Linked DNA regions of Mus musculus: regions 2, 3 and 4 are each linked to region 1. The links are chromatin contacts, called in public ChIA-PET maps. All regions are on one chromosome and are shown on one strand. The core of a region is the stretch at or near the end of the contact, and the rest is flanking DNA. Distances in the headings are between cores, read along the strand shown. Region 1 holds the start of Srgn (serglycin). Region 2 holds the start of Dnajc12 (DnaJ heat shock protein family (Hsp40) member C12). Region 3 holds the start of Sirt1 (sirtuin 1). Region 4 holds the start of 1700120B22Rik (RIKEN cDNA 1700120B22 gene).

What was found. ChIA-PET counts read pairs in DNA pulled down with a chosen protein or histone mark.
Region 2: a contact with region 1 is called in an RNA polymerase II ChIA-PET map of memory CD8 T cells, with 28 read pairs. The contact joins the promoter of Dnajc12 here to the promoter of Srgn in region 1. A contact is called at or near these places in 4 of 484 Hi-C or Micro-C datasets (CD4 T cells, the N1E-115 cell line, embryonic fibroblasts and 1 more) and 2 of 115 datasets of contacts at active chromatin or transcription factors (memory CD8 T cells and pro-B cells).
Region 3: an RNA polymerase II ChIA-PET map of memory CD8 T cells shows a contact between it and region 1, with 72 read pairs. The contact joins the promoter of Sirt1 here to the promoter of Srgn in region 1. A contact is called at or near these places in 2 of 115 datasets of contacts at active chromatin or transcription factors (memory CD8 T cells and thymic regulatory T cells).
Region 4: an RNA polymerase II ChIA-PET map of memory CD8 T cells shows a contact between it and region 1, with 57 read pairs. The contact joins the promoter of 1700120B22Rik here to the promoter of Srgn in region 1. A contact is called at or near these places in 2 of 115 datasets of contacts at active chromatin or transcription factors (memory CD8 T cells and thymic regulatory T cells) and 1 of 9 other capture datasets (liver).

The regions. Positions count from the first base shown.
Region 1 is chr10:62,504,220-62,510,561 of GRCm38.p6, reverse strand. It overlaps Srgn (serglycin), which reads left to right and starts at 2,805. Exons shown (of 3, transcript NM_011157.3): 1 at 2,805-2,920. The coding sequence starts at 2,848. Gm51804 (a long non-coding RNA gene) reads right to left here and starts at 2,758. Exons shown (of 3, transcript XR_003949006.1): 1 at 2,608-2,758; 2 at 2,275-2,488.
Region 2 is chr10:63,384,024-63,390,365 of GRCm38.p6, reverse strand. It overlaps Dnajc12 (DnaJ heat shock protein family (Hsp40) member C12), which reads right to left and starts at 3,803. Exons shown (of 5, transcript NM_013888.3): 1 at 3,591-3,803. The coding sequence starts at 3,668.
Region 3 is chr10:63,336,126-63,342,467 of GRCm38.p6, reverse strand. Sirt1 (sirtuin 1) reads left to right here and starts at 3,433. Exons shown (of 9, transcript NM_019812.3): 1 at 3,433-3,903; 2 at 5,372-5,488. The coding sequence starts at 3,498. RefSeq lists a promoter at 2,869-3,497.
Region 4 is chr10:63,241,707-63,248,048 of GRCm38.p6, reverse strand. It overlaps 1700120B22Rik (RIKEN cDNA 1700120B22 gene), which reads left to right and starts at 3,896. Exons shown (of 2, transcript NR_166111.1): 1 at 3,896-4,162; 2 at 4,785-5,818. Herc4 (hect domain and RLD 4) reads right to left here and starts at 4,252. Exons shown (of 25, transcript NM_026101.4): 1 at 3,886-4,252; 2 at 2,601-2,631; 3 at 1,924-2,227. The coding sequence starts at 2,149.

The sequences.
Region 1 (6,342 bases), core at 1,556-4,055:
CTTCTTCTTCTTCTTCTTCTTCTTCTTCTTCTTCTTCTTCTTTTGAACACAGGGTCTCTCTCTCTTTATATATAGTTCTGGCTGTCCTGGAGTTTGCTGTGTAGATCAGATCAGGCTGTTCTTGAACTCATAGAGTGACTCTTGCTTCTTCTGTCTCCTGAGAGCTGGGGGTCAAAGGTATGCACCGCTCGACAAGTGGCTAGACTCAAACTCTTGACTCTACTGCCTCTGTTTCCAAATGCTGGAGTTATAGGCATAAGCTATTATGCTAGGCTAAGGCCAATTTCATATGTGTGTGTGTGTGTGTGTGTGGTATGTATATATACATAAATATGTATGTATATATAATTTATCTTACGTGCATTGTAATTTTGCCTGGATGCATGTTTTGTGAGGGGGTCAGAGCCTGGAGTTACAGACAGCTGTGAGCTGCTATGTGGGTGCTGGGAATTGAACTTGGGTCCTCTGGAAGAGTAGCCAGTCCTCTTAACACCTGAGCCATTTCTCCATCCTCCCAAGGCCAGTTTTTAAACACTTCTTTTCAGAGTCAGTTTCCCTGAAGCTTCAAAAGTCTGATACTTCCCCTAAGAGATTTATTTCCAATATTTTTGATGACTGTGAAATTATTCCTGAGAGACAGCAAGGATCCAACGAGTGCCCTCCCCAGCTGCGGACTGTAAAGCCAATCTGCCTGAGAGCGTTTGGCAGATACGCCTACTCAATAATTACTAGAAGACTTCCCTTTCACACACCAGTCTGATTTTCTTCTCATCGCTCATCTGTCTCTGGAGTATGGTTTAGAGCACCTGAGTTCTAGAACAGGTCTGGCCACTCACCCCAGAGTGTGAGAAGAGAGGACTAGAGAGAGACTCGGGAGCCCAGGGTCATCTTTGGCCTACACAACAGGTTCAAAGCCAGCTGGGGATACGTGAAACCCTGCCTCAATAAATAAAAATATATAAGGAAGTAAATAAAAAAAAATCCCCATGACTCAGCAGCAGCAAAAAAAAAAAAAAAAAGTCCCCGAGTGAGAAAAATCTCCCAGTGATCACTTTCAGGTACTAGTTTTGGTTGTTTGGGTTTTGTTTCTGTCACTGTGATAAACTACCCTACAAAAGGCAGCTTAGGGAAGAAAGGGCTCAGGGTCACATTTTAGCTCACGCTTCCAGGTTACGAGAACAGTGCATCATTGCAAGGAAGTCAAGGCGGCTTGAACTTGAAGCAGCTGATTGCACAATCCAAAGCAGAGAGGAACAAATGATTGCTGGTTTTCTCTCAGCTTGCTGCCATCCGGATCCCTAAACCAGGGAGGGCATCACGCTGCCTACTATGGGCTGGATCTTCCCACACCAAATAACCAAGACAATCCCCCTTAGGCCTGTCCATAGCCATCCTGATCCGGGCTATCTCCGTCCCTGAGACTCCCTTCCCACGTGATTGTAGGTTGTGTGAAGGTGACTAAATTATCCATCTCTACTTCTAATTGCCTTGAAGGTGTCGTGAGAAACTTCCTGAAGCTGTTAACATGATCTTTCGTTTTGTTATCAGGGCTTTAATTGAAGCTTATCATGAAAAGGGACCAAAGGCAGAGGAGAGAAATCCCAACAGATACTAAAACTCCACACGGTGTGCGCTGGGTCTCTGTGCGCCTCGGTTGCTACAGTTGAGGGTTTCCAGGCTCTGAGGGGGCTTCTGAGGAGAAGTTTCTAAGGAGGGCTTCATTTTCTCTATCAGGGCTCCTGAGCTATGAGATTCTAAAGTCTGTCCTTATCAGGAAACCTTAAGGAATCAGCAGGAAGCCCAGAACAAGGGGAAGGAAACTCCTCCCACCCATCAAAGGATGGCCAAGGGGCAGGCATCTGAGCAGCCGAGGAACGGACACCCTGAAGTGGAGAATGGTTGAGCCCTCAGAGCAAAGGCAGAGAAAGCTGTCTCGCTACAGATACAGCGTAAAACCACCCTTACTGTGAGGCTAGCACAGAGTGGCCATTCCCGCACCCGCACCCCCAAAGCCCCGCAATCTTCGAGGCCAGGGAACGGCTAGTCCTTTATGAACGGCAGCATCTGTGTCTCTGTTTTCACATTCCACGGCCCTCTGAGGGGGGGACCTGCCCTCCTTGTTCCTGATTTTTGCCTTACTCAAGACCAGAAAGAAAAATTTTTTTTCGAAGTAAACAAACAAACAAACAAAAAAAAACAGGAAAAAAAGATGCAAACATGCATGGTCTCAATCCCTGGGGAGCAGCTGATTTTATATATATATATATTCCTCACCTGTTTGTGAGCTAGAGGGAAAGCCAGGAATTCTAGCAGACTCTGGACGTTAACGGAGACCGCTCATCCTGGGGGCTGAGAACCCAGCTCGGCTCGGAATGTTCCCTGCTTGTGCCTGACTCTGTGCGCGCCCAGCTTCTCTTTGATGTGCGCTGTGGATGAGCCGAGCTCAGTTCTGGAACAGCTGAGTCCTCCTGTCTGTTTAGATTGTTACCTGAAGGAAGGGAGGGGGAAGAAAGTGCTGATTCGACTTTTTGATGGGGAAAACTTTTTTTTTAAACATGCAAATGACAGATGGCAGAGCTTTTTGGAAAAAGAAAAAATAATAACCACACAGCAAACGCCTAGGGGGAGTCCGGTGGAGTTTCATCATGGGTATGAACAGTTGTTGTTTTTTTCAACTTTCTTCTTCTTTCTGGGTGTTGATGTGGATCTCTTTCTATTTGTTCAGGAAACTGTGACGTGTGTTCTTGGGCAGGGTCTGAGGTTTTGGAACCTCTTTCTAAAAGGGACAGAAAGAGCACCCTGCTACATTTGCTAATCCAGAGGCTGAGTGGAGCCGAGCTGGTCAGGATGCAGGTTCCCGTCGGCAGCAGGCTTGTCCTGGCTCTCGCCTTCGTCCTGGTTTGGGGATCTTCAGTGCAAGGTAAGAGACCCAGGATCTTTAATTCTCTGCTCTGAAGGCATCAGCATATGCACAAGTAATTGTCTTCATCTGAAGGTGCAGGGTGTCCTATTGTGGGAGGGGAGGTAAGGAAGGATTTCAGGTGCCTCAACAACCTCGTGTGAGTTTACTTGAGTTTGGTCTAAAAAATAATAATAATTAATTAAACTCTAAGGTAAGTGGTGGCCTTAAAACCTGTCAGGATGACTGAAAAGTGTTCTTATTTTTTTGGGTAAAGATGTGTGGTTTATTCATTTAAAGCATTCAAGAAATAAATGGAAAATTACCCAACTGATCTACTGAGATGGTGGCATCATGGAATTTTCTAGAATAGCATCCTATCACTGAGTTGTCTGCATGAACTCCATTTTGATATAAGGTCTCATGTAGCGTAAGATGGTCTTCAACTTGCTATACAGCTGAAGAGGACCTGGAACTTCTACTTCCCGAGTGCTGGGATAACAGGTGTATGTCTCCATGCTGGGTTCCAAAGAACGGAATCTGATGGCGCTGTTATTTTAACAATGAAAGAGGCTTTTGTGTGTGTGTGATTTTCTGAGACAGGGTTTCTCTGTGTAGCCCTGGCTGTCCTGGAACTCACTCTGTAGACCAGGCTGGCCTCGAACTCCGAAATCCACCTGCCTCTGTTTCCCAAGTGCTGGGATTAAAGGTGTGCGCCACCACTGCCCGGCTTTTTTTTTTTTTTTTTTTTTAATTGGGGTAAATGTAGCTATTTTTACTTTCTTCTTAAGCTCGGCTCTTACCAAACATTCAATTTTGGCTAGGCAAAATGCTAACTCTAAAACAATATTTTAGAAACAGCCTGAGGAGTGTTAGCATTTGTGCTCTCGTCCAGAAAACAGGTTTTCGTTTGAAAACCTGTCTGTAAATTTGACTGTCTTTTACAGCTGTTCAGTCATGCTGACTCAACCTCAAACTTTTTCTAAGAAGATGGAATGTTTGTAGAACAAACAAACAAACAACAACTACAAAGAAGCACACTTTATTCGCCTTAATATTTAGGGAACTATGTCTAAATGAGGCAGAAGGTCATGGCCTGATAAATAAGTTGCCGAGTTTATGGTTGAAAAACATAAAGGAAATGTTGAGTCACAGCGACATACGTGTCCTGGAGTTTCTTCGAAGTGACTCCTAGCTGTAGCGTTCTTACTTCCGGTCGAAATGACATCTCACAGGTTACTTCAGAAATTCCTTGCATAGTGGAAGTTTAGAAACTTATTTTCATGGGGCTATGCTAACGTCGTCATCGGAAAACAGGAAGTGACCTTGCTAAGGCTCACTTCTATTTATGTAGCTTTGTGATATTGGCGCCTACACCCAGGGCCTCATGCATGTCCGGGGCTCTGCTACACAGCTAGAGCCACACTTTTCCCTTTGACTCAGAATTCAAGTTCATGCGGATCTTTCAGGGAAAAACCTTTGGCTTCATGAAATAGTCCCCGGTAGCCACGTGCTCTGGCAAGATGGACAGCTGTGAATTCCGCATTTGTGACACCTGGCTCTGGGTGTCTCTCTACCAGAGGCGTGCATGTAAGCCTTTCAGTTGCAAAAGTTCCCAGAAACATCAAACTAGACTAAAAACAAAACCTTGTCTATTTCATCACGAGCCAGAAATTAGGAAGGAGTCGGGCTGGGTGGCTTCTAAGGCACTCAAGGTGCAGAGGCAGGAGGGACTGTGAGTTTAAGGCCAGCCCAGTCTTCGAGAGTTCCAGGATAGCCTGTGCTACTAGTGAGATCTTATCTCAAAAAAAAAAAAAAAAAAAAAAAAAAAAAAAAAAAAAGCATGGGGGGGGGAGAGGTAGGGGAGGAAAGGCTGTCTTTTATCTTTTATGTCATGGTTGACTTAGCTCTTAGTTGGGAACAGAAGCAAAGAAAGGAGACAATGAATGAGCCAAAAATCTAGGGTGTTTCCAAGGGGTTCTTGGCTTAACGACTTTGCTCATCTCTGAACATGAATGTGGGTGTTTGGCCACGAGTTAGTGATTAAGCGGCTACAGCAATGACACTATGTGTCTTACCACTTGTGTCCTGCCACGAGTGATTAGATACCATACCCTCTCTGTCAAATCGCTTACCCCAGGATAGCCTTGAGCTCATTTTTTAAAAATTATTTATGTATGAGTGTTCTGTGTGCATATACATGGTACATGACAAGAGAGAGCATCGGATCTCATTACAGATGTTTGTGAGTCACCCAGAGATTGCTGGGAATTGAGCTCTGGAAGAGCAAGTCGGTGCCCAGCCCCTTGAATTCATTATGAGCTGAGGGTGGCTTTGAACTTAAGTATGTGTGCTACCATGCCCACTTTGTGGAGTGCTGGGAACCAATCCTAGGTTTTGGTTGCATGCTACACCAGTTTACCAACTCAACCACAAGCCCAGCTCTCGCCTTATCTTTACAAAGATGTTTAAGGACTGGTGTGTCTGTAGTTTTCCTGTCTAAGTGATGAGATGCACCGGGATTTTAGCCTGTGATCTTAGGTTACTGCATTTACGTTCTGAGATTGCCGTAACAAAACACCATAGACCAGGTACTTAAACAACAGAAATATAGCCAGGTAGTGGTAGCACATGCCTTTAAGCCCAGCACTCAGGATGCAGAGGCTGGAGGATCTCTGAGTTCGAGGCTAGCCTGAGCTACAGAGTTAGTTCCAGAAAAACCAAGACTACACACAAAGAAACCTTGTCTCAAAAAAACCAACCACCAAACAGTAGTTTATTTTCCACACGCACATTGTACCAGAGTTTAAAACCCAATCCAAGATGCCTGGCCCCCGTGTGTTGGCAATGTTGGCTTCACTCTGACACCTTTCTCATCTATGGTGCCTGTGTCTTTTCACACAGCCCCCCTTCTCTATTCCCCATTATTCTCTCCTTAGAAGGACACTGTCCTGTTGGACATAGGCCACCCTAATGGTCCCATTTTGACCTCTTCAGTGACCATGTTTCCAATGTTGTCACATTGGAGGCACTTGTAGGTTAGTTCACGTGGGAAAAAAAATCTTTCTTATGTATAAATAATTCCCGTAACATACTTTATTTCTACAAATCCAGCTAAAACCACGATGTAAAATGGTATCCAGTACAAGGAAACATGTGCAATCTGCGAGTGGGTGATAACAGTGATGGCTAATCTACTTAATAGAGGCTCCCGGGGGACTGTCACCTAGGCGAGGCCCTTGGCTCCTACTTTGCATTACCTTTTTTACTTATCCTTCTTAATGCTCATAAAACACTTGGGAGGTGGGGCTCCCAAGGTGAGAGGATCAGAAGTGAAAGGCCATCCCCAGACAAATAGTGAGCCTTGGACTATCTGAGACCCTGTCTCAAACAAAGCAACATGTTCACAAAGAGACAAGATGAAAAAATGCATGAGCAGGTGT
Region 2 (6,342 bases), core at 2,554-5,053, 880 kb before region 1:
CTCGAGGTCTTTTCGCCTCTACAATCAAGCTCTCCCAATAAACGTGTGCAGAAGGATCCTGTTGCAGCGTCGTTCTTCCTGGCCAGTCGAGCGCGCGCAAGATCCGGCCTTTACACACACACACACACACACACACACACACACACACACACACGTGCACAGATGTACTTCGTAAGAGAATCAAATGTCTTCAAGTGTAGATAACCATGCAGACAATTCCAGCCAGGTCATCCTTGGCTAAATAGGAAGTCCAGGCCAAAAATGTAATAGTATACTTTGTGTGTGGATGTGACAGGGTCACACTGGGTAGCCCTGGCTGGCCCAGGATTCAACATGTAGACCAAACTGACTTCAGACTCCAAAAGATCAGCCTGCTTCTGTCTCCTGAGGGCTGGGATTAAAGGCATGTGACATCAAGCCCAGCAAATGAACACTTTTAAAGATGTACCTGATTGTTGTATGTGTGTGAATGTTTTGCCTGCATGGTCTGTGCACATGACATGGTCGGAAGAGGGCACTGGATTCCCAGGCATTGGAGTTCCAGATAGCGATGAGGCATAGTGTGAATGCTGGGAACCAGGCTCTACAAGAGCAGCCAGTGCTCTTAACCACTGAGCCAACCCTCCTGTGCCCCAAGTAAACACTTGTAGATTACCATCTTACTAGTACCCCCAAACCCTCTTTGTATAGAGTTCCTATCAATACAGAATAGAAAATATTGTTCTCCTTTTTACTCCTTTAAGATACATTTTGCCCATATTTATGTCTATGTTCTGAGAAGATTAACTAATACAAATGCATAAAATTATACCTATCTGTCAAAGATGGTTGGAATTTTATTGTTATGGATGTTCTGGTTTTTGTTTGTTTGTTTTAATTCACATCACACTAGAAGCTGTTCTGGGACTGGGAGTGGCGGCACACGCCTGTGAGCTCAGCACTTGGAAGGCAGAAGCAGGCGGAGCTCCGTGAAATTGAGACCAGCCTTGGCTACCTAGTGAGGTCCAAGACAGCCGGGGCTATGTAGAGAGACACAGTCTCAACAAACAAACAAACAAACAAAAATTGAAAAATGAAAAAAGAAGGAGGCAGAGGAGGAGGAAAGAAAAAAGGAAGCAAGGAGAGAGAGAGAGAGAGAAGCAAGCAAGCATTCTGGGGTCAATGACATGGTTCAGTGGGTAAAAGCAATTGCCACCAAGCCCGATGACCTGAATTCAATGCCCCAGACCCACATGGTGGAAGGAAAGAACCATTCCCCACAACGTGTCCTCTGACCTCTGCATGATGTGGAATGCATTATGGTACCTGTCTACGGTAGCAAACTGTAAACCCCCAACAGTGCTAACAAGTTACTGTCACTTCCTGCTTTACATTTCTCGAGTCTTGCCAATTTCATTTAAAAAAAAAAAAAATAGCTCGTATCTGTCTTTCAATACTTTACCATTTTACTGTCACAGGGTTAAACACAGACCTTCTGCAGGGCTGACCCTGAGCAAACCAGGAAAGATGGCTAGTTTGCTTTCAACATAGCCTATCTCTCTCCTGCTGTCCGTATCCCACATGCCCAGTGCTGAACGCAGACCGTGGACAGCCAAAGCCCTTACCTCAAGGTCCACTAAGCCCTCCCTTCCTGATCCAATATCTAGTGATCTGTCTGCACAGCTGCCTACCATGCCGGTGGTAAACAGAAATCATGTTTAACTTTACTCACAGTCAAATAAACCAAAACCTGCAGAGGGTGAAGGGAGGTTCAAAGACACAAACACCATGCTCTCCTGAATCTTAATTAAGTAGGTACACATTTCTAAAAGTGAATTCAAGTACACATATAATATATATTTGCAGGCATATGTAATGTGAATGAAATATACATTATATATGAAATACATAATTATATTTGTGTGTGGCATATATAATGTATATATGTGTGCATATATAATATATGAAATATATAGTGTACATATATGTTAAACATATAATGTACATATATACATGTACATATACACATATTTTTCCATATATGTGTGGAAAAACATATATGTGTGTATATATACATATATATGTATATATATGAAAAACCTCTATCTCTAGTCTTTGACCCAGAATTCTAATACTAAAAACTTGTCTACGGAGAAAATCTGAAATGAGACAAGAATTTAGCTCCACAGTGTGTGGCTTATCTAGAGAAACAGACTACCATAGCCTCAATGAAGCCAAAGCAAGGCTTAATTCAGAGTAAGAACTAAGGAACTGTCATGCAAAAGGGACTGCAGTAAGCATAGTTTTGGGGGGTTGGTTTTGTTTGTTTTATTTGGGGGATCGGCCCTTAGAATTACAGTACACAGGTCATCCATCTTGGTGTCTTAAGTGACTCTTGAACCAAAGATCTGGTCCAACCCAACATACAAAGGTTCAACGAATAAAACATAATTTTTAAATAAAAATGTATGTGTAGTAGGATATTTCTTTAAACTAATTATAACTATCGATGTTTAAAAAAAAATTGGCTTTGTGGCTAAGCATGGTGGCACATGCCTTTAATCCCATCACCTATGAGGCAGAGGCAAGTTATGTCTGTGAACCATGGCCAACTTGATCTACATGCTGAGATGGTGAGTTCCAAGCCAACTCTGTCTCAAAAACAAAAACAAAACAAAACAAACAAAAAAGTAATGCAGGCTATATGACAGAGTAAGTATCCCTACTCAGCCAAATAGAACCCAAATGCACATACATATATACATACAGGCATGCATGCATGCACATAAAACAAAAATAATAAGTCTTTAAAAGAATAACACATTTGGCTGGGCGTGGTGGCTCACGCCTTTAATCCCAGCACTCGGGAGGCAGAGGCAGGCGGATTCCTGAGTTCGAGGCCAGCCTGGTCTATAAAGTGAGTTCCAGAACAGCCAGGGCTATACAGACAAACCCTGTCTCGAAAAAAAAAAGAATAACACATTTGTCTCAAGTATATGATGTCTAAGGGAAGCATTACTTTCTTTAAAAGAAAAATCTCCCACCAGATATGACATCTAACTTGATTTGATTTGAAATTATAATGGTATTTAATACCATTTGAGGTTATAATGGTACTATAAAATCCATGAGACTTTCTCTGAACGAGGAGACTACAGACAGGGGGCCCCGCCTCCTGAGCTCTAAATCGCAGCCTTTACTTAGGCAGTGGCTCTCAACCTTCCTAATGCTGCGACTCTTTAGTACAGTTCCTCACGTTGCGGTAACCCCCAACCATAAAATTATTTCGTTGCTACTTCATAACTGTAATTTTGCTGCGTTTATGAATTGTAATTAAAAATATTTGATGTGCAGGATATCTGATATGCGACCCCAAGTCCGTAGCAACCCACAGGTTGAGAACCGCTGCTCTAAATAAATAAAAACTGTATGTGGTCCCTCTCCCAGCTAATACTTTGAAGTTCGGAGTCCTTTCCTCAAATTAACCAGCAAGCATTTTAATCCTTCACTTTCTCCGAGCCGAAACTCCTTCCAAATGGTACGAGGTTGGAGTTCCAGGAGACGTGGCTGATCTCAAAGGCGACCTGGTGAGAACCTGCAACCCTGCTTACCGAGGAGAGCTCATCGCATCCCAGCAAGGCGTAGTAGTCCTCGCTGCCCTCCGGCCTGTAGTTCAGTATCGCGTCCATTTACAGCGGATGAGTCAGTCCTCTCCGACGCCACCGACACTGTGAGCTCCGGGGCGACAGCAAAGCTCTTTACATTTCAGCAGGACTTTCCAAACCAGCGAGCACCCAGACGTCAAGCCAGCCCTTTGCAAACACAGCTTCTCATTGGCTGTTTGCCCAGGATCGAGCCTGCCATGCGGGGCTGCTGGGATCTGTAGTTTGGGGTTTGTTGTTGCTGTTGGGTTTTTTGTTGCTGTTGTGTTTTGTTGTTGTTGTTGTTGTTGTTGTTGTTGTTGTTGCTGCTGCTGCTGCTGCTGCTGCTGCTGCTGCTGCTGCTGCTGCTGCTGCTGCTGCTGGTGATGCTATTGTTTGTCGTTGATGTTGTTTTGGTTTGGTTTGGTTTGCTCTTTACTTTTTGCTTTCATTGAAAAAATTTGTTTCATACAATATATATTCTGATTATGGTTCCCCGGTCCCAACTCCTCCCAGATCCTCCCCTCTCCTTCACTCACCCAACATCTCGCCTTTTTTTTTCCCCCTTCTCTCGTTAGAAAACAAATTTTAAAAACTAAAATAAAAGAATTTAGAGAAAAATAATGGAAGAAACACATGCAAACAAAATCTATAAAATTAAAAACACGGGCTGGAGACATGGCTCAGCGGTTAAGAGCACTGACTACTCTTCCAAAGGTCCTGAGTTCAATTCCCAGCAACCACATGGTGGCTCACAACCATCTGTAATGGGATCTGATGCCCTCCCTCTTCTGATGTGTCTGAAGACAGCTACAGTGTACTCACATATATAAAATGAATGAATTAATCTTTAAAAAAAATTAAAAACACAAACTGGGAAACCATAACATACCAGCAGAAGGCCAGTAATTTTTTTTTATGCAATATAAAACAAAAAGGCTTTAAAAAATACCATTGTCAGCAACCACATGGTGGCTCATAACCATCCATAATGAGATCTGATGCCCTCTTCTGGTGTGTCTGAATACAGCTACAGTGTACTTACATATAATAAATAAATAAATCTTTTTTAAAAAATACCATTGAGTTTGTTCTGTGTTACCCGTTTCCTGCTGGGCACGGAGCCCACCCTTAAGTGTGCCTAATATACCCAGTGAGACCCCGCTACAGAGAACTACTTTTTCCTTGATGATATCAACTGAAGATGGCTTGTTGGTTAGGGATGGGAGGCCATCTCTACTTCCCCTCTCAGTGCTGGGACCTCATCTGGCTTGAACACGGACAGGCCTGTGTGTGCTCTCACAGTCTCTGTGAGGTCCTATGTGCCTCGGTGGAGTTTGAGTATTGACATGGTGATTTTTTTTTTTCCTATTAGCTAATCGGAAGTCAGTTTTGACAATTTAGTGTAAAACTGTTACTAATTTATTGTACCTCTGTTACTTGGATAGTTTTTTTTTTAACCTATTTTTTTAAGAGACAGAAGAAAATGTGAAGCAAGTTTTTAAGATTTGGTCAATTAGAAAGATACTTTTCCAAGTGTCTAAAATAGCATGTAATTTGGGGCGGTTGTAGATGTAGCCCGGTGGCCAGCATTTTTGACTGCCACCAGCCAGGCCCTAGGGAAAGGAGAAAGGGAAGGGGAGGGGAAGAGGGGAAGGGAGGAGAAGGGAAGGGAGAGAGGGGAGAGAAGGGGAGGAGAGAGGGGAGGGGGACGGGGAGGGAGAACAGGGGAAGTGGGAAGGGACAAGGAGAGGAGACTGAGAAGAGATCATTAATTCTGTTTTTGGTTTTGGTTTCTTCGAGACGGGGTGTAGCCCTGGCTACTCTCTGTAGAACTCACTCTGTAGACCAGGCTGGCCTCGAACTCAGAAACCCTCCTGCCTCTGCTTCCCAAGTGCTGGGATTAAAGGCATGTGGCACCCTGAGATCATTGATTCAGAAATCAGGGACTGAAGAGATGGCTAGCGGTGAGAAGCACTTGCTGCACTTCCAGAGAGCTTCAGTTCAGTTTCCAGTGCCCAGCACCTCGCTAATTCCAGCTCCAGGAGATCCGACACCTCCCGGCTTCCAAGGACATCTGCACTAAGGTGTACACACACACTGCCACATAATTAAAACTGATACAAATTCTTGGGAGGCAGAGACAGGTGGATTTCTGAGTTTGAGGCCAGCCTGGTCTACAAAGTGAGTTACAGGACAGCCAGGGCTACACAGAGAAACCTGTCTCAAAAATTAAAAAACAAAATCAAAAACTGATACAAATTAAATATAAACAGATTAAGCATCCAAGTATGATGGTACAAACCTATTATCTAATCTTATCCCAGGTTTGAGAACAGCCTAGGATACAGGAGAGCTAATATATATTATAAATATATGTTATGTTACATATAATTTATATATAACTTTTATATATTATATATTTATATACATGGCATGGTGGTGCATGCCTTTAACCCCAGCTTTCAAGAGGCAGAGGCAGGTGGATCTCTGTCAATTTGTATTTTTTTTAAATAAACCTTTTAATTTATTCATTTTTTATTTTATGTGCATTGGTGTTTCGCCTGCATGGATGTTGTGCGAAGGTGTCAGATCTTGGAGTTACGGACAATTTTGATCCGCCATGTGGGTGTTGGGAATTGAACCTGGGTCCTTTGGGAGAGCAGTTGGTACACCTAACCTCTGAGCCATCTCTCCAGCCCACACATGGTACTTCTTAGCT
Region 3 (6,342 bases), core at 2,184-4,683, 830 kb before region 1:
CAGGAACTTAAGGCAGGAACCTGGAGGCAGGAACTGAGGCAGAGGCCATGGAGGGATGCTGCTTACTGGAGTACTCTATAGCTTGCTCAGCCTCTCTCTCTCTTTCTTTCTTTCTTTCTTTCTTTCTTTCTTTCTTTCTTTCTTTCTTTCTTTCTTTCTCCTGATTATATATATATATAATTTTTTATTTTTTTATACAAGCTTTCTCTATGTAGCCCTGGCTGTCCTGGAATTTGCTTTGTAGACCAGGTTGGCCTCGAACTCACAGAGATCCACTTCCCTCTGCTTCCTGAGGAATCCTGCTGGGATTAAAGGCATGCACCACCACTGTTTGACTCAGCCTGCTTTCTTATAGCACCCAGGATCAGGGTTGGCACCATCCACAGTGAGCCGGGCCCTTTCCACATCAATCAGACTTGCTGACAGGAAAATCTAGTGGGAGCATTTTCTCAACCGAGATTCCCTCTTCTAAAATGTCTCTACCTATGTCAAGTTGACATAAACCTAGCCAGCATAACAGGACTGACATGTGACTTTCTATCTTCCTGCTTCTACTTCCCAGGTGCTGGGACTGCAGACCACGTTCCACCATGCCTGATTTCTGAGGGGCTAGGATTGAATGCAGAGCTTTGTGCATTGCTATGTGGTACCAAAGGTACTATATCAGTCCTGATTCTTGCCTGATTCATGAACTTCTCTAGTCTGCCAACTGGAACAATACAACCTGCCAGTCTTCTTTGTGTATAGGTGCACCACTAACTTCTAGAAAGCTGGATGCAATAAGTAGCAAGTGCCACTTGCTTTCATGGTTAGCTTGTAAAACCCCTTCAACGTATGCTTAAACAGCACAGTGCTATACATGTTTCCTGCCTCCTGTGCTGTGTGGCTTGGAGATCCTCTTTTTCTACCACGTGGGCCCCAGAGATCAAGTTATCATCAGGCTGTTCCCCATAGATCCATGTCCCTGTCCCCATTTTTTTTTTTTTTTTTTTTTACTTTTGTTTGGTACAGTCTTTAATGATGTAGTCCTTGGTAGCCTAGACATAAGTAAAACAAGCTGGCCTCAAACTCATGGAGATCCACCTGCTGCTGCCTTCCTAGAGCTGGGATTAAAGGCGTGTACCACTGCGGGGGACCTAAAGAATATTACTATTTATTGTTTTTGAGACAGGGTCTCACTCTACAGTTCTGTCTGCCTTGGAACTTGCTATGTAAACTATGCGGGCCTCAAATCTCCATTCTGCCTCCTGAGTGCTAAGGTTGAAAGTGTGTTCAGCCACATCCATCCTGGGCCTAAGGATTTTTAAAAATTGTTTGCATTGTTTGTGAGTGTGAGTGTGTGTGTGTGTGTGTGTGTGTATGCTCGAGTGCACAAAACACCTTTGGAAATCAGAATAGTCTGGAACTGGAGTTACAGGTGGTTGTGAGCCACCTGAAATAGGTGCTGGGAACCAAATTCAAGTTCTCTGAAAGATTATTGCATGTGCTTAACCACTGAGCTATAGCAACACTCCCAGGTTTAATATTTTAATTTTAATTATTTTTTTTTTTTTAGTCTTTGAGCCTACGTGGCCCTGGCTTGCCTGAACTTCATATGTACACCAGGATGCCTAGATTTGCCTGCATCTGCCTCAAGTGCAGGGAGTAAAGGTCTGTCCCATCATGCCAGGCTCCTGAGTCCTGTTGTAAAAGGTGTGTGCTGCCACGTGTGGCTAGTGTTTTGTTTTTGAGATAGGGTGGGATCAAATTTATTACCTAGTGCAAATGGATTTAATTTTCTGATCCTGCTGCCTCTAACTCTAAAATCTGGGGAAACCCCACTGTAATTGAACCATGTGCAATTGAGCCCTAATGATCCAAATGGATACAGGTGCTCAGAATTTCATGGTAACTAGAAAGTGAAGGGGCTTAGAGTTGTGAAGGAACTAAGGATTATTTAAAAAATTATTTAAATATGTATTTTTATGCTGGGCTTGCTGGTGTACATCTTTAATCCCAGCAGTTCAAGAAGCAGAGGCAGGTGGCCTCTGAGTTCAAGGACAGCCTGATCTACAGAGTTCCTGGACAGCCAGGGCTACACAGAGAAACCCTAACTCATAAAACAACAACAAAGAGGATTTTTATGTGTTTGGGTCTTTTGGCTCCATACATGTCTGTGTTTACCAAAAGCAGGTGTCAGATCTGAAGGTATGAGCTGTCATGTGGATGATGGGAGTCAAACCTAGGGCCTCTGCAGGAGCAACAAGTGCTGTTAACTACAGAGCCATTTCTACAATTCTAGAAGTAAGATTATTTTTTCGAGACAGGGTTTCTTTGTGTAGCCTTGGCTGTCCTAGTGAACCTCCTCCTGTCTCCTCCAGCTTGCTGGGATTAAAGGCCTGTGCCACCATCAACTGCCTAGGATTTTAAAACTAATGTCATTTACTTTAAACCTGACTAGCTGATTTCTCATGGTCTATCGTTTTAAATTTCGTTTTTGAGACGAGGTCTTATGTATTCCAGGCCTTTTTTGAACTTCCTAAGTAGTTGGAGATTACCTTCAACTTACCCTCCTTCCTCCCTCTCTCTAGGGCTTCGGGGTTGTCTGGCAAGCGTGACTTTACAACTGAGCTACAGTCTCTTTCGGTCCTGGCCCTGTCATTTTAGAGATGATTAAAAACTGGGCTTAGAAAAGGTTCAGTCAATCGCCCAAGTCACAAGAGCCCAGGCCCAATCTGACTCTTAACACAGAAGTTTGTGGAGAACCAACCACTCTCCCTTCTGTCCTCTCTCTTGCTGCCCCAAGAGATGAATTTTACCAAAGACTAAAGCGAGGTACAGAGGACCTGGTGGGTCCAGAGAGCAGATAGGGCGGGTCCTCAATCGCCAGATCTTTCCAGGAGGGCAACAGGCCCCGAGGGCTGGCTTGGGCATTCCATTGCACTTGAGAAGGGAGATTGGGAGAGAGCGCAAACTTCCTGAGGAGAGACCACAGGGGTAACCTGAGGAAGAGCTGTCACAGAGCAAGGGCAAGGCAGGTGGAGGAGTTCTCCTCAGGAAGGCCGGCGTCGGCCAGGTTGGGCTCTCCAGAGCCCCTGAGGTAAAAGCCGACTTGAGGCGAAGAGGCGCAGGCAGGCAAGGTGCACGCGTGAGGCCCAGGTGGGAAGTGGCGGCGCCATCGCAAACTTGAACCACCGCGGCGATCCCGGACGAGCAAGCGAGCGAGCGAGCGAGCGAGCGAACGGGTCGGGCGGGCGGGAGGCGCCAGAGGCCGCTGAGGGGAGCCGAGCCGCCCTGGGTGGGGCCGGGAAGGGCCCAGGCCGCGGGCGGCGCCCGGCCACGTGACCCGGCGTGTTGTGGTCCGGCCCGCGTGGGTGGCGGGAGAGGCGCGGGGGCGGGGAGGGGCGGGTCACGTGACGGGGTTTAAATCTCCCGCAGCCGAGCCGCGGGGGCGCCAGTGCCGCGCGTCGAGCGGAGCAGAGGAGGCGAGGGCGGAGGGCCAGAGAGGCAGTTGGAAGATGGCGGACGAGGTGGCGCTCGCCCTTCAGGCCGCCGGCTCCCCTTCCGCGGCGGCCGCCATGGAGGCCGCGTCGCAGCCGGCGGACGAGCCGCTCCGCAAGAGGCCCCGCCGAGACGGGCCTGGCCTCGGGCGCAGCCCGGGCGAGCCGAGCGCAGCAGTGGCGCCGGCGGCCGCGGGGTGTGAGGCGGCGAGCGCCGCGGCCCCGGCGGCGCTGTGGCGGGAGGCGGCAGGGGCGGCGGCGAGCGCGGAGCGGGAGGCCCCGGCGACGGCCGTGGCCGGGGACGGAGACAATGGGTCCGGCCTGCGGCGGGAGCCGAGGGCGGCTGACGACTTCGACGACGACGAGGGCGAGGAGGAGGACGAGGCGGCGGCGGCAGCGGCGGCGGCAGCGATCGGCTACCGAGGTGAGTCCGCGCGCGCTGCCGCGCAGCCGCGTCCCTCCGCGTCCCCGCCTGTGACCCGGTCCCAGGTTGCCCAGGGCCCCGAGAGCTCCGCGGGCTCCGCGGCGGCGGCGGCGGCAGCGGCGCAGCTCGGCCCTGGCTCGGCCGCGCGCCGCCGAGCTCGCCGGCCCTGCTGCGGAGCCGCGCGCGGACTCGCCGCTCGCCTGGGCCGCCTTGCGCTGCTGCGCGCAGTCGCCGGGACCGCGGTTCTCGCAGTTTGGCGTTAGAGTGAAGTTTTCCCTCCCTCGGTTTGGTTTCCCTCCCGATGCGCCTTTAGTGAAGTTATAGTTTTCCTCACTGCACACTTTGCTTTGCGACTTTGGGGCTGTCCCGTGGATCGACATGCGATTTCGTTTTGCAAACTGACACCTGTGTTGCTTTTTTTTTTTTTTTTCTTTTTTGGATAGACCTATGTCTTTTTTTGAAGTTAGAAATTTTAATACACCAAAGCTATTTCTTGAGACACAGTCTAAAAAATGTAAGGAAATGGCTATTCCTAAAAATGTTGCTTTTCTGCGATTGCATTTATCACTTCGATATAGAGGAGTTATAGTTGTACTGTACTTTCGTAAGTTTTCTTTTCCTTTCAAAATCATGCTCGCAACATTTTTAGATTAACAAACCTGAAACAAACCTGCTTGGTTTTGCCCTATTGACGCCAAACGTTTGGGTTACTTTTTTGTTTTGTTTTTGTAATAATGCCACTTATCGTCTTCCTGAAAAGCTTTGTACAGAATTTATCAGAGTCTGTCAGTGCCCTTGTAGATGTTTGTGGCTCGTATAATGGTGCCATGAATTAAAAAACAACAAAACGTGTTAGGGACTGAAATAGGAAATGACCCTTGATGTCAGGTATTAAAGGGGAAACAAGTCGCATAAAGTATGCTTCGTGTTCTTTAAATCATACATTTACTAACACCCAGTGGCTGAAGCAGGTAGATTGCTACTTGAAAGGGCTACGGAAAGAGACTTTCTCTGGTTGGGGCAGTGAGAACACAGCCAGGGATTGATTTTTATCTCAGTGATATTTAGAAGTAATTTCTATTTGATGCATTTCATGAAGTTGTATTTCTTTGTCCTGGGCATGGAACCCTGAGCTGCTTTTGTAGGGCTACACAGATTTTATTTGTGTGTGTGTGTGTGTGTCTTCATTTTGGATTTTTTGAGGTAGGGTCCCTGTTTAGCCCAGGCTGGTCCGGAACTCACTATTTTATATATGTCAGGCTGGTTTCCAATGTCTGTGCCTTCCAGGTGCTGGAGTTACAGATGTGTGTGCTTCTGTGCCTTTCTGGTTTTTTGTTTTTGTCTCAAGAACCTGTGTGTGTCTCACCATACAGGCCAAACGGGCCTCAAAGTACCTGGGATTGCAGGTGTGGACCGCAGGGCCCAGCTGGGGATTGTCTGAGCCGCAGCCTTTTGATCTCTTTGACAGACAACCTCCTGTTGACCGATGGACTCCTCACTAATGGCTTTCATTCCTGTGAAAGTGATGACGATGACAGAACGTCACACGCCAGCTCTAGTGACTGGACTCCGCGGCCGCGGATAGGTATGCTTCAGGCATGTGCATCTTTGAAACAATTGCAAACTTCCTTCATTCCTTCCGTCCTTCTGTCCGTCCTTCCTTTTTGAGACAAGATATTTTATAGCCCAAGCTAGTTAAGCTACTCTGCAGTCTCTGCCCAGCCTCTGGAGTACATCACAACCAAAGCTCTTTTTGACTTACTCTTCCTTCTCTCTTTTCTTGATTTTTTTTTTTTTTTTTTTTGACATTTTCATCTATCCTATGATGGCTTTAAACTTGTGGAGTCTAGGATGTAAGGATGACATTGATATCCTGACTTTACCAGCAGTCCAGAGTGCTGGGATTATAGGTGTGCTGTATGTACCATGTCCGTTTGTCAGTGCCTGAGGTTAGGTCCTCACCTCTTTTCTTCTGTACATTGTTTTTGCTTTCTGTGTACAGCCTTTGGGGGTTTTGCTTGCTTGTTTTGTTGTGGTTGTTGTCGTTCGTCTGCTTGCTTGTTGAGACAGGAACACGTATAGCCTAGACTGGCTTGAACTCATTGGCTGGGTAGCCAGCCAGCACATATTAGCCTTGAATTTCTGATCTTGTGTCTAAATGCTGGGGATTATAGTTATTTGGTACCACCCCAACAGCTGCTTTTGTACCAACTTTAAATTCTCTGTCACCTTTACCATTTAGATTTAGTTGCTCAGGTATTGGTAAGATTTTTTTTTTCTTGGCCTCCTGCATGGTAATCCTTGAGTCGCTCACCACGTCCTCCCATCTAAGGCAGTCAGAATACCTAGACAGTCCAGGCAGTAGTGGCAGGCATCTTTAATCCTAGCACTCAGGAGGCAGAGGCAGGAGAATCTTGAGTTCTAGGCCAGCCTGATCTA
Region 4 (6,342 bases), core at 2,647-5,146, 740 kb before region 1:
AAAATAAAATAAAATTCTATAGCACCAGACTTATTTACTAGCTATTTACACAACTACAGACAGAATTAAACCATTATTCCTTTCACTCAATCACACATATTTTTCTCATCAAATTCCCAAGGCTTGAAATACATATAATATCATGGAAAATTTCAATTCTCTTCAGTTACTTCCATTTATGTATGTCTTAACTCCCAATTGAAACTCTAAATCTCTGAAAAACAATGCTCTTTTTTCTTTCCTTTTTCCTTTTCTAGGGACTGTTTGCTACGTCCTGGACACCAACGAGTCAATCTAAAGTGGAAGCACACTCTTCAACTTTGCATTACGAAATAATGCTTCCGGGATGAATTCACAGAAGACAGAGATGTCACAATACAGCCATCACAATGTCAACAAGACCAAAACACACCCAGCTTTCCCCAAACACATCCCTGCGGTTTAAGTTATACTTCCTACTGGTACACGTGGAGGTGGGGTGGGGAGACAGGAGGGCTCTGATCTAAACAACACTAAAATAACACCATGAAAACCTCAACCTGCCGTAGCATTCCCACATAAGCAAAATGTACAGATAGTAAATTACCACCCACAACCACCTCAGTGCCCGAGATTATGAAAATCTGGTATAATTAAGAGATTCTTTCGTGAAATGTAATACAAGAAAATTCATCTGCTTTGAGTTCTACAATAATTAGACCCACTTTATTAAGGAAATGCTCTCATTCATTAAAATCAAGTTACATATCATGAGGTAATAAGTTACAGGCTATGAGAAGAGATTAAGATCCTACCCACAAAGAATAAAAGGTACAGTATCTGCAAATTAAGAGTACTAGGTGTTAAGGATGGCAGTGGTGGAGAGATGGTATGAAAGATACTTCAATTAATTGCCTGAGTGTTTATACCTATGTTGATCTCTCAAAACAAGACCACCAAAAACAAACAAACAAAAAAAAAAAACCCAAAAAAAACCAAAAAGAAAACCAACCAACCAACTAAACACCTCCTACAATGGGATGACAGAGAACAAGGATTACCACAGGGAACGCCTAAGTGTGTTACTGTGACAAACAGCACGGCAGCTTTCTCCTCTGAATTTACTGCCTTCCTGTAGGAGCTTTGGGTTATCACAACTGAGAGCAAAATATCTAATAATTCCACCTCAAATGTGTTACTACCCAATTTTAAATACAACATCCAGAAAAACACCATGAAATCTGACCAAATGTTTCCAATGCTTATTACCTGATAAATTATTTTACATTGTGCTTAGATCTCTCTCCATAGTCAGACCTGGCATTCACAACCCTTTAAAAGCTAGCACTGAAAACGTGGAAGCAGCAACTAGGGGATTAAACAGTACTTCTAACTAAGCAACAAAACATTACATACCTAAAGTAAAATGGGGAATAAAATGGAAGAATTATAATTTACACAAGTAAATGAAAATAAAAAGCTTTTACCATCCCCCCATGAGTACAGAATCATCACAGAGAACAAATTAGGAATTCAAAATCTGTTCAAGGTAGCTGAACTTATTAAAGATTTTGATAACTTTATAGTCTATATAAAAGAAAACAAACACTGAAGTCTAGGGTTTTTTGTTACTGTTTTCAACCACTAGTAGTAGTAATAAATAAAAACAAACAAACAACCACACACACACACCCACCCACCCACACCCACCCACCCACCCACCCACACCCACACCCCCCCCCACACCACACACACACACACACACACACACACACACAATGTACTTCTTAAGCAGCACAGGAAGGTCAAGAGTATGTTTCACTTTTACTTTGCTTTTAAATCTTGAAAAAGCCTGTAAGTTTAGGATTTACAGAGGTCATACAAAACACCATTTCAAGAGTGAAATAAATGATCAATTATTAGAAATAGAGAAATGTCCCGTACCTGGTTTCTTTCTGGACTTTTCATGACCTAGCTGTCCTAGATCATTACATCCACATGTGTACACAGTCCCATCATCCAGGACAAACACAGTGTGCCTGAGTCCACAGCCTACATCTCGGACCTTTTTGTTCACGAAAAAGTCACTTCTCCTGGGCTCTAGTACAATTTCTTCATCAATTCCTCCCAAACCTAGTTGTCCATAGGATGCATTGCCCCAGCACAACATGCTTGGAATGACCTTGGTCTTCCAGTTTCAATACAAAAGTCCCTTCTGAAACACTGGAAACTGGGAGGTACCCTATGTCTGAGGAGAAAAACAAAAGTTAGTAAGACCTCAAAGCAAGCTGCTCTCTCATCGAGTGTTAAGCTAAAATGAGGACTGCACTTGTTTAATACTTATAATATGCTTGGGGTGACAGTCAGTTCTCTCAGTTTTAAAGGGCCATATACAAATGTTTAGGAAATGACATCACCTTCTACTATTCTTTGCAAAACTTAAAACAGTAACTGGCTTTAACTCTGCTATATAAGTACTCTAATGAAATTAGGTTTTCGTGTTTACATACATTTAATGAGAACAGTAAATAAGGCATGTGTCCAATGCCCAAACAAGCAAGTATCCAGCCAACTGCAGAAACATAATCTTCCAGTCCCCCACAGAACAATCTGATACCTACCTCCACATCAACAGAAAATGGAAGTTCTTATCTGTAACATAAATAAAAACAATAATGGAACTTTAGAAAAAAAATAACAATTTAAAGTAGACTATTCTCATTATTTGTACTAATAAGCTATGTACAAAATTAGAAATTATCAAGTCGTAATTTCAAACAATCGACTCCATTTTATAAGTCAAAATGCTAAGGTCGAGAACTCACTCTACTAATTTAATTTTAAAACCAAATCAATGTGATTATAATACATACCTCTAGGAAAATTACTTAAAGATGAAAAACAATCACAGGACTGCTGAGTTTTTTTTCCAAACAAGACCAGGTTGGAGGCAGGGTTAACTTTTGATAGGAAAATCTATATAACTTCTGCGCTTGAAAGACATACATTAAGGGGCTGAGAGATGTCTCTTTTAAAGGATCCTGATTCAATTCCCAGCACCCACATGGCTGCTCTCTGTGTGTAACTCCTCCCAGGGAATCAATCCTACGCCCTCTACTGGCTTCCTGCACTACGGGCACGCATGGTGCACAAACAAGTGAGGGAATCCTCCATTAACATTAAAAAAAAAAAAAAAACCCTTTACATTTCTTTAAAAAGCATGGTGCATTAAGAAGCATTAATAGAAGTCAGTCTTATCCTTGCTGTCCAAAATCACCTAAATTCCTTTCGCTGAATCTGAGGTTTCAAAACATAATTTTCTTGCATTTATGTTTATTTAGAAAGTGCCGAAGCTGTCTCACTCCACTCCTATCAGAAAAAGTTTGGGACACCAAAACTCGAAAGTTCCAGAGAGTTCTGCATTGTCTTTCCCTATCTCTCTCTCTGTGTTTTCAAGGCTAGCATCAGACAGGAACATAGCTCCGATTTCAATGCGCTTCGTTTGGGTACCCTTTTTTTTTTCCTCCAAAAAGTCAGAACCAGTATGGGAAAGACGTTCTCTCGCCAGCAACAGGTAGGAGAACGCAAGGCAGTTTGGTTTCCTCTTTCTCTGACCATGCACCTCACGATCAGCTCCCGCGGCCCGGGGCAGAGGAATGGTCTGCACACACCCAGCCTCACGGGCCGGCCAGCCAAACTCCCGCAGCTACCTATGGGCGAGCCGGGGAGAGGGTTCACCCCACCGGGCTCAGCCCCACGGCCTCGGCCCCAGGGAGACCCTTTCCCCGAGGGCGGTGCACCACTCCGGCCCCGGAAAACGTTGAGGACGCTGGCGCCCTTCCCCAAGGCCCCAGCGGAGCTCGCCTCCGTCACACTACCCCGAACCCACGGGGGGCAACGACTCACCGGGTCTCTCAGGGCAGGGAGAGCCCTAAGCGATGGAGGACGGACGCTCCCTGGACCTCTGGGCGGCTCTCCAGCTCCCAAGACCTTCCTCCTTCAGCCGGCCGCGGCGATTACCACGGCTCCTCCGACGTCCCCGACCGCAGCTCCGCTGCCTCTGCTGCCCGGCTCGCCCGTGAAACTTTCCCAGGCTCCTCCGAGAAACGCTGCCGCCAGCACTCTCCGGACCGAGAGACAAGCCGTCAGCGACCCGGATGGAGCGGGAGGGGAAGGGCTGGCGGTGAGCAGGGCGGAGACCACGAGGGGTGGAGAGAGCTGAGGGAGAGGCTGGCGACGAGGGAGAGCCAGGCGACAAGGGAGAGGGGCGGTGGTTTCGCGGGGGAGGGGGGAGGGGAGGGGCTGGCCGGAAGTGAGCCGGGGAGCATGCGCGACCCCGCCCACTTCCCCATTCGTGCGCCTGCGCGGGAGACCTCCCAGGGTTCGTCTGATCCAGGAGCCTGCGCAGTGTTGCGGTTCCCTGCTCTAAGACGCTAATGCAGCCGGCTAGGGCTAGAAGCTGTCAAATGTATTTTCTTTCTTCCTCTTCTTCTTCTTCTTCTTTTTTTTTTTTGTTCTTGTCCGTGTGTTTTTAACAATGCTTCGGCGTTGACAAGTGAAAATTTCATTTTGGTTTGTCTTTCTGCTTGGAGGGTTTTAGCCTTTTCATAATTTTATTCTACCTTTCCTAATTTTGGTTTTGAAGTAGCAGACGAAACCATCACAAATACGGTTAGAAAAGCCGATGATGACTCATTTTAAACCCTTAAACTCATCTGAACCTAATTTGAACATGTAAGATATATTGCTAGCAATGGAGCAATGGCTTAGTCTAATCTTACTGAATGTCAACATCTTTGCTTCAGGTTCCGGAACAGTGTTGGCTCACGTTTTCAGCTAACTTCTTGGAAGATACGAGGTTAAATTACCCAAACTCTTTCACTCAGAGAAAAACAGGGCTTACAGCTACAGTTCCTGCTTCATGAAAACGAAATCCAGATTTCACAGGCCAATTTTAACATCATCTTGATACTAAATCTGTGTGTGTTGTGGTCTCAAAAAAGGACCCAGTGAATGAATGGAGGACAATTTGTTGGAACAAGAAAAAGATTTGCTCGGTAAGCCGCCAAGACCAAGAGCATGGAGTAGCTTGCTGACATTTTAACCTTTTAAACAGAGGTTCCATGCTCTCTTTATCCTTAGGAGGAAACTCCGTAGCTATCAATCTCTGAGTGTGTGTCAATCGTGAAGAAGTGGGGAGGGGCGGGGGGTAGTCCCATGCTAAACAACTGTACTGCTAGCTTAGAGTGAAGGAAGCTCAAGACCTTTCCAGCAGAGGATAGGTGTAAATAAAATGACAGCCTCATTTTAAAAAAAAGAGACCTTGAAACGCAGTTTTGAAACTGTATAGTAGTTAGTTTTACACAGCGTTATGGCTTTACTGGGTGCTTTAGCCAGCTAAGCATGGCACTAAAGCTAAGTTTGGCTGTCTTCAAACTTGTGGACCCTCCCTTCAGAATGGTTAAGATTGCAGGTGTAGGCCATAGCACCTGGCTTATACCAACCATACTAGAGCCTGGTTGTTTGTTTGTTTGTTTTGGGTTTGTTTGTTTGTTTGTTTGTGGTTTTTCGAGACAGGGTTTTTCTGTATAGCTCTGGCTGTCCTGGAACTCATTTTGCAGACCAGGCTGGCCTCGAACTCAGAAATCCGCCTGCCTCTGCCTCCCAAGTGCTGGGATTAAAGGCGTGCGCCACCACACCGGGCTGAGCCTGGTATTTTTGAATGAATGTTAACAATCTGTGTAGTCAACCACAGTACACAGGTTGGTTGTTTTTATTTAAAAGTATGTTTCAGATTAGGAGATGGTTACTGATGTGTTTATTAAAAGATAAAGAAGTATTAATATATGTTCAATGGGGGTGAGGTGAGGTGTGGGGGAGGGGGTACCTCAGCAGGCCCATGCCAAGGCATCCCTTTCCCCTGAGAGACCAGCCGCACAAGGGTAGAGTATAGAATAGAGCTTATTCAGGGCATGGGGAGGGGAGTTAGAGGGTTGTAGAGGCAGAGAAAGGAGAGAGAGAGAGAGAGAGAGAGAGAGAGAGAGAGAGAGAGAGAGGGAGGAAGAGGCCAGCCATAACTGTGTGGAGAGAGAAAGGAAGGGAATGGGGAGAGGGAGGGAGAAAGAGGGCAAGAGAGAGAGGCCAGAGAGAGCACAGGGGGCAAACAGCCTCTTTTATAGTGGGTCAGGCCTACCTGGCTATTGCCAGGTTAACTGTGGGGAGGAGCATGTATGGCTATTGCCAGGTAGCTGTGGGGTGGAGTTTAGACAGAATGCTAACAGTTACTGATTGTTCTATGTAAATTAATTTCCTGGACTACAACAAATTACCCCAAATCAAGTCTCTTAAAACAATAGAAAATTG